2 separate regions of the Pan troglodytes genome follow, and region 1 is linked to region 2. Evidence: chromatin contacts called from public HiChIP or PLAC-seq data. All regions are on one chromosome and are shown on one strand. Each heading gives the region's core, a stretch centred on a gene start, on an enhancer-like site or on the middle of the called end of the contact. The rest is flanking DNA. Distances are from core to core; before and after follow the strand shown. Region 1 holds the start of UTRN (utrophin). Region 2 holds the start of SF3B5 (splicing factor 3b subunit 5).

The links. HiChIP or PLAC-seq counts read pairs in DNA pulled down with a chosen protein or histone mark.
Region 1: a contact with region 2 is called in an H3K4me3 HiChIP or PLAC-seq map of stem cell-derived excitatory neurons, with 2.1 times the contacts expected there. The contact joins the promoter of UTRN here to the promoter of SF3B5 in region 2. A contact is called at or near these places in 1 of 7 Hi-C or Micro-C datasets (stem cell-derived neural progenitor cells) and 1 of 1 datasets of contacts at active chromatin or transcription factors (stem cell-derived excitatory neurons).

The regions. Positions count from the first base shown.
Region 1 is chr5:156,146,666-156,150,354 of NHGRI_mPanTro3-v2.0_pri, reverse strand. UTRN (utrophin) reads right to left here and starts at 2,089. Exons shown (of 75, transcript XM_009452168.4): 1 at 1,203-2,089.
Region 2 is chr5:155,956,053-155,959,713 of NHGRI_mPanTro3-v2.0_pri, reverse strand. SF3B5 (splicing factor 3b subunit 5) reads left to right here and starts at 1,920. Exons shown (of 1, transcript XM_001172705.8): 1 at 1,920-2,669. The coding sequence starts at 2,056. The coding sequence ends at 2,316. It overlaps LOC107975343 (a long non-coding RNA gene), which reads right to left and starts at 1,863. Exons shown (of 7, transcript XR_010158224.1): 1 at 1,501-1,863.

The DNA of each region.
Region 1 (3,689 bases), core at 840-3,339, 190 kb before region 2:
GGGTCGGCTCAGACCTAGGGAATCCGGCCTCCCCCGAGCTCCGCGCGCTCTGGCCGCGGCGACCGCTGCACTGACCCTCCCAACCGCGGCAGGGGGAACTGGCCCGCAAGGCCCTGGTGATCCGGCTGACCTGAAGGCTGGGAAAGAGGAGGCCCTGTCCTGAACACCTCAGAGAGCGGGGCCGTGGAGTTAGAACCCGAGCTCTGCAGTTCCTTGTAAAATAAAGTGCTGGTCCCACAGCTCTCTCGGAGGTCGGGCAACGTTTCCTCCCTCCTCCTTGAAAAACGCACTGGAATGAGTCCCTTTCGTAATCTGAGGCTTGGAGGAAAAAATCCCTTTGAACAACCTGCCATCTAAAAGTTGCACAGCCTTCAATTGGTGCTTTGTTGGTTTTTAAGTGGCCTTGAGCAACCACAGCCTCGGACCCCGGGCCAAAGCGGGGCATGAATTACCTTGTCAGTTGCAGCAAGAGATCCCCAGAGTCCGGAAAAGGAGAGCCGGCGACTGCGCGGGACTACACACCAATGGGGCGCCCCCCTCCTCCTGTCCCCTCAGTCTCTCCAGGGCCGCTGCCAGGGAGCTTGGCGATCGCGCCACACTCTCTGGAACCCCACCCTTGGGAGCAGCAACCACCCAGAGGTCAAGCACGTTCCCCGCCGGGCGGCTGGCTGGGAAGCGCTCTGCTGGCCGCCGACCACACAGCCACCCTCTGCCCACCCTCTCTTGTGGACACCGCCGGAGCCCCGCCTTCCCCGGGCCCGGGTGTCTGTGACAGACTCTCCTAAGAGGCCACGTCCCCTCTTGCAAATCACTGGCCCAGCGCCCTGCACCGCGCGATGCACGGAGGGCGACCCTGTCACCCCGGCGGGGAGGAGGATTAGGGGAGCAGGGAGGCAGCACAGAGCTGGTCAGATAAGTTTGGATCGTTCACAATTAGTACGGATCCCAAGGACCTCCACGCCCGAGCTCTCCACGCCTCCGGCATTCTCTCTCGCACCGCGGGGAGCTAAACTGAGGCCCCGAGGAAAGGGCACGCAAAAGTTACTCCCATCTTCGACTCTGGGACTTGGGAAGCAGCTCGGGACGCCGATCCCAGGCGGAAGAACCGCAGAAAGAGCCATCCTCCTCCCGGCCCCCGCCCCATTCCCTCGGGGGCTGTAGTCACATTACCAGCCCGAGGCTTCAATAATGCATGGGCTTACCTGCTGCCCGCGGGCCTTCTCGCCTGCCGGTCGCCTCCGCCGCACCCCGAGCTGGCCAAGGGCTCCTCTAGGAGTTTGACACGGAGTAACCGCGGGGGTGTGTGCGAGTGTGAGTTTGGTGGTGCGATGTATTTTTAAAAAAAAATAAAGCGTGGAGAAGCAGACACGAACCGAAATTTAAAAAAAAAAAAAGAAAGAAAAAGAAATTGACACCCGACTGAAAACGCCCCTTACTTGTGCAATCTTCCTGCCTGGTAGTTCCGCCAAAAACAAAACAGTCAAAGCGCAAACCTGGAACGGGCGCGCAGGCACCAACTTTGCCAAACGCTACAGAGTTTTCCGTTTGCAGAAATGACCCAAAAGAAGGGGGGCGCCGCTCCCCGTGATTCCCCAATCGGCTTCTGGAGCCAGAGGCTCCTCCTCGCCCCTCGGCGGGAGAAAGCCCGCGGCCGGCTGCTGCTGCCCGCTTCCCTGCTCCGAGGAAAAACGACTCCACAACTTTGTGCGCGAGAGAGGCTCGCTCCTTCGGCGGCTCCTCCTCCTCCTCCCCGCTGCGGGCCTGCCCCTTTGTTGGAGCCGAGCGCTGGAGGCGGAGGAGGGAGGGTGGGGCGCAGGACCGCTGGGTCGCGCGTTGCCGCCCCCACCCCCCGGGAAGGGGCTCGCCTCCGGGCAGCCAGGAGTCCGCTCTCCAGATGAGAAGGGTGCAGATCAGCGCCAGCCCTCCGGCCCGCGCCTCTGCAGCGCTCCGGCTCCCCTTCGGCGCTCTCGCCCCGCCGCCGCCGGCCCAGCAACTTTGTTCCGGAAGATCAGCCCCACTACGTTCCCCGGTCAGCGTCTGCTGGGCCTCGGCGGTCACCGCGGCCACCGCGTCGGGAACTTGGCGCCCCAAGTCACCTGACCGCGCGCCCCGTCAATCAGCGCCGGCCCTGCGCGCCCTCCCAGCCCGCAGCAGCCCGGCTCGGCGCTTGGCTGGCCTGGGGCGCGCGCTCCAGAGTGAACCGTGCGTGCCGGGAGCCGGGAGTCCGGAGACCGAACCCGAATGGATGCCTCGAACAGACATAATTCCCCTTATTCAGATTATCCGAAAATGTGAGTCACGTCCCCCTAGGCAAAACAGGTCTCTAGTTAGGGTGATATTTTTTTAAGAGATAAATTCCAATCTGCCTTCCAACTCACCCCATCTCAGTTTGCTGACGTTGCTGATTTTTTTTTTACCCCTAGTTCCAACCGTATATTTATTTTACATTATTTCTCTAGTGTCGTTGTTAATATTAAAAAAGAAGTTTTCTCTTACATTAGTTTGTATTACAAGTAGTGTTTGCGCTGACCTTATTTTTCTGTTTTCCAATATGCACACACAAACGCACATCTGTTATAGAGCCTGTTCCAAGCTTGAGAGGTTGACCAAAAAATATCTGGGAAGAAATGAGCTCGTGATGTGTGTGCATTTTCCTTATTTACACATTTCATTGCTCGTGTGTTCCTGTGATTCTTTTACACGATCAGCACACGTGGGAGGGGAAAGAAAACAGCAATCTGAGTTCCTAGTTCGTATTAACAGAGAAAAGGATGGTTGATACTGGAGCGCCGGTTTATTGCTGGCTTAATATTTGAGTTAATTTACGCGGCAGTAAAGATTAAACCACTAGGGGCCTTAAACTCATTTTCAGAAAGAGTTTACTCGCCTTTTGTTATAGTGAAAGGTTCCCCCATCCATCCCTAAGTGCTCCAGGGAGGGGGCAGGTAGGAGATTCCCAAAAGAGACTCTTCCTTGTAAGGTTTCTAGGACAGCTTCCTTCCTTTTGATGATTTTCTACGTATAAGCCAAATAAAATCCAAAGGATTAGCTTGAAATGGGTATGATTTAATTCATTCACTTCATTCATTCATTTAACAAGCATCAGTTTAGGGCTGTCAGGTTTGCTGGTTCTGTGGGTAAAGCAAAGATAAATCTGATAGTGATCTTACCCTAAAGAACTTGGAATGTAGTAGGTGAGATAAGACATGTAAACAAGTAAGTATATACAAGATCCGGGAGATAAATGCCATAAGAAAAGAACAGATCAAGTGCTAGCTGAGTATGGTCACATAGAGGGACTCCAGGATTTTTTTCTTTCTTTCTTTCTTTCTTTTTTTTTTGACAGTGTCTCTCTCAGTTGCCCAGGCTGCAGTGCAGTGGCGCGATCTCGCTCACTGCAAGCTCTGCCTCCTGGGTTCACGCCATTCTCCTGCCTCAGCCTCCCTAGTAGCTGGCACTACAGGCGCCCACCACCACGCCCGGCTAATTTTTTGTATTTTTAGTAGAGACGGGGCCTCCCAAATGCTGGGATTACAGGCGTGAGCCACCGCGCCCAGCCCCCAGGTTTTTTTTAACTGATCATTTTGCAGACACCAAAAGTTGCTTCTCACTCACTGTATCCTGGTTGAGTTGATGAAACTCAGATTTTCTCCTTCAAAATAGATAATAAGGCCACATTGGAGTGTTTG
Region 2 (3,661 bases), core at 671-3,170:
CCCGTCTAGGACGTGAGGAGCGTCTCCGCCCGGCAGCCACCCCATCTGGGAGGGAGGTGGGGGTCAGCCCCCACCCGGCCAGCCGCCCCGTCCGGGAGGGAGGTGGGGGGGTCGGCCCCCCGCCCGGCCAGCTGCCCCGTCCGGGAGGGAGGTGGGGGGGTCGGCCCCCCGCCCGGCCAGCCTCCCCGTCCGGGAGGGAGGTGGGGGGGTCAGCCCCCCCACCCGGCCAGCCGCCCCGTCCGGGAGGTGAGGGGCGCCTCTGCCCGGCCGCCCCTACTGGGAAGTGAGGAGCCCCTCTGCCCGGCCACCACCCCGTCTGGGAGGTGTGCCCAACAGCTCATTGAGAACGGGCCAGGATGACAATGGCGGCTTTGTGGAATAGAAAGGGGGGAAAGGTGGGGAAAAGATTGAGAAATCGGATGGTTGCCGTGTCTGTGTAGAAAGAAGTAGACATGGGAGACTTTTCATTTTGTTCTGTACTAAGAAAACTTCTTCTGCCTTGGGATCCTGTTGATCTGTGACCTTGCCCCCAACCCTGTGCTCTCTGAAACACGTGCTGTGTCCACTCAGGGTTAAATGGATTAAGGGCGGTGCAAGATGTGCTTTGTTAAACAGATGCTTGAAGGCAGCATGCTCGTTAAGAGTCATCACCACTCCCTAATCTCAAGTACCCAGGGACACAAACACTGCGGAAGGCCGCGGGGTCCTCTGCCTAGGAAAACCAGAGACCTTTGTTCACTTGTTTATCTGCTGACCTTCCCTCCACTATTGTCCTATGACCCAGCCAAATCCCCCTCTGTGAGAAACACCCAAGAATTATCAATAAAAAATAAAGAAAGAAAGAAAGAGAAAAAAAATAGCCAATCCAAAAAAAAAAAAGTCCACATTTCGGTACAGACTGATATTTTCCCCCAATATTTTCAATCAGGTTGGTTGAATCCACAAAACCCACTGAATGGAAGAGCCAAGTAGGGTGAGGTGAGGCCTTGGAGGGAGGATATCAAAATAAGTGGCTAGAGAGGAAGGAGAAGCTTGAGGTGGAAGCCAGAATGTGTGGGAACTGGTGCTGTACTTGCTCACCAAGCACCCTGGTTAGAGCTGAAATAACTCTTTTACGCTACAAACTCCTAAGAGACACAGTTGGGACCAGAACTGGCGCCTGCTGACTTCTGGGTAATCCATCCCTGGTTGTGACGGGACGGCCGTGCCGCCACGACGGCTCCAAAATACACCAAGAGTTTATTTTCGGGGCTGCTCGTAGTCCAGTCATTCTTGGGTTTCCCATTTCCTATCAGCCCCAAGCCACCCACGGATGCTCCCCACCTCCAGACATCGCCCTCCACTAGGTCCCCAGATCAATTTAAAACGCGACCAGGGGCCGGGCGCGGTGGCTCACGCCTGTAATCCCAGCACTTTGGGAGTCCGAGGCGGGTGGATCACGAGGTCAGGAGTTCGAGACCAGTGAAACCCCGTCTTTACTAAAAATACAAAAAAACTTGCCAGGCATGGTGGTGTGCAACTGTCATCCCAGCTACTCGGGAGGCTGAAGCAGGAGAATCGCGTGAACCCGGGAGGTGGAGGTTGCAGTGAGCCGAGATCGCGCCATTGCACTGCAGCCCGGGCAACAGTGCAAGACTCCGTCTTAAACAAACAAACAAACAACAGAACGCGACCAGGAGTCCCGGAAGCCTGCATGCACGAACTCCCAAGACCACAAGTCCCAGCATGCAACGCTCCCTGTTGGAAAAGGGCCTCCCTTAGCCACTAAGTGGACCATCATGCAACATTCTCTGATGGGGCGGGGATCTCCATGGAGGGGGGAGGCACACTTGTTGCGTCGCCTCAGCAACTCCAATTGCGTGACAGAATGTGCTTCCGCTTCCGCCTCTGAGCCCTATGAGCGAGAGTTACGCTACTTAGTCGTTGTGACGCCATTCTTCTGCGACGGCGCGGACCTGGAGCTTCCGCGCGGTTGCTTCACTCTCCTGTAAAACGCTAGAGCGGCGGCTTGTTGCTTGCGTCCTCTGACCTGAGAGCGAAGGGGAAAGCGGCGAGATGACTGACCGCTACACCATCCATAGCCAGCTGGAGCACCTGCAGTCCAAGTACATCGGCACGGGCCACGCCGACACCACCAAGTGGGAGTGGCTGGTGAACCAACACCGCGACTCGTACTGCTCCTACATGGGCCACTTCGACCTTCTCAACTACTTCGCCATTGCGGAGAATGAGAGCAAAGCGCGAGTCCGCTTCAACTTGATGGAAAAGATGCTTCAGCCTTGTGGACCGCCAGCCGACAAGCCCGAGGAGAACTGAGACTCTGCCTTACCACCGCAGTGCGGGGCACCTCTCCCAGCGTTTCTCCGGTTTGCCAATCCTCTTGAGTATTCCTGTCTCCAAAGGACCGGCTCTCCATGGCTCCTGCGCCTCGTGCTTTCCGCTTACAGAAGTGCTTGCCCGGGGAGTCCCGCCTGACCTGCCTTCATGTGGACCCTTAGAACAGCATTGGGAGACCAGCAGGACTCCTGAGAACTGTGCTGGTGGAGAGGTCCTAGAGCCGGCGAGCGTTTGAGAAGAGGGCATGACGCTGGAGTGAGATGGGATTTGGCGTCTCGTTTTTGGCTAATTGATTGTCATTGGCTTTTTCCATAAAGTTTAGAAATCGTTCAGTCTCTTGGTGTGAACTTTCTGTGTTAGGGTGGAAGGCTCCGGAAAGAGCCGAGCGGGAAGTGGGTTTGGGTGAGGGAGCGCATGCCAGTGTCCATGGCCAGGCACTTAGATCCGCCGTGTCTACCTTTATAATTAATTCCCCGACTGCCACTTCTCCCAAGAGCGTTATTTTCAGGCCCACAATGCCTTCAGTATTGAAATTTGTGGTTATTATATCCCATCTTCTTTTTCTCCTGTTTTAAAACTCTTTGCAGTCTTTGCTGTCATTGTCCTCCCTAGCCTCTTTAAAATGCATCCTTTCTTTTTCTTGGGAATTTGTGGCCATGTCTCCAGAAATGACAAGCTGGCAAGCGAGTTCATCCATTCTACATTCAACAAATATTTGTTGAGCTCTATGTGACAGGCATTTTCCCATGTTCTTGGGGCTTACATTATGCTGGTGGTGGAGAAAGGAGGTCAAACACTAGACGTAATAAGCAAATGTTAGAAGATGCTGCGGGGAGGGGAGAACAATGTATGTGGTGCGGGTGGGAGTAGCTGGTAGGGCTGTAATCTTAAATATGATGCACAAGTTATTGAGATGGTGACATTTGAGCAAAGACTTCAGGAAAATGAGGGAAATGGCCATGCGGAAAACTGGAGAAATTGCTTTCCATGAAGAGGGAACTGCCAGTGCAATGGTACTAACGCTGGGAGTATGTATGGTTTATTGGAGGAACTTCAAAGAGGCAAGCATGGCTGGAGGGAGTGAGCAAGGGGAAAAGTAGAGGGACAGGTAATGGAGGGGGAAACAGAGTAGAGTCTTGTAGGACAATATATGAACCTCTGAGGAGCCGTTGGAAGGTTGTGGTTTTTTTTAATTTTAGTTTTTAAAAATACGAGATGGATCTTGATATGTTGGCCAGGTTGGTCTTGAACTCTTGGCCTCAAGCAGTCCTCCCACTTCAGCTTCCCAAAGTGCTACGATTACAGGTGTGAGCCACCACTCCAG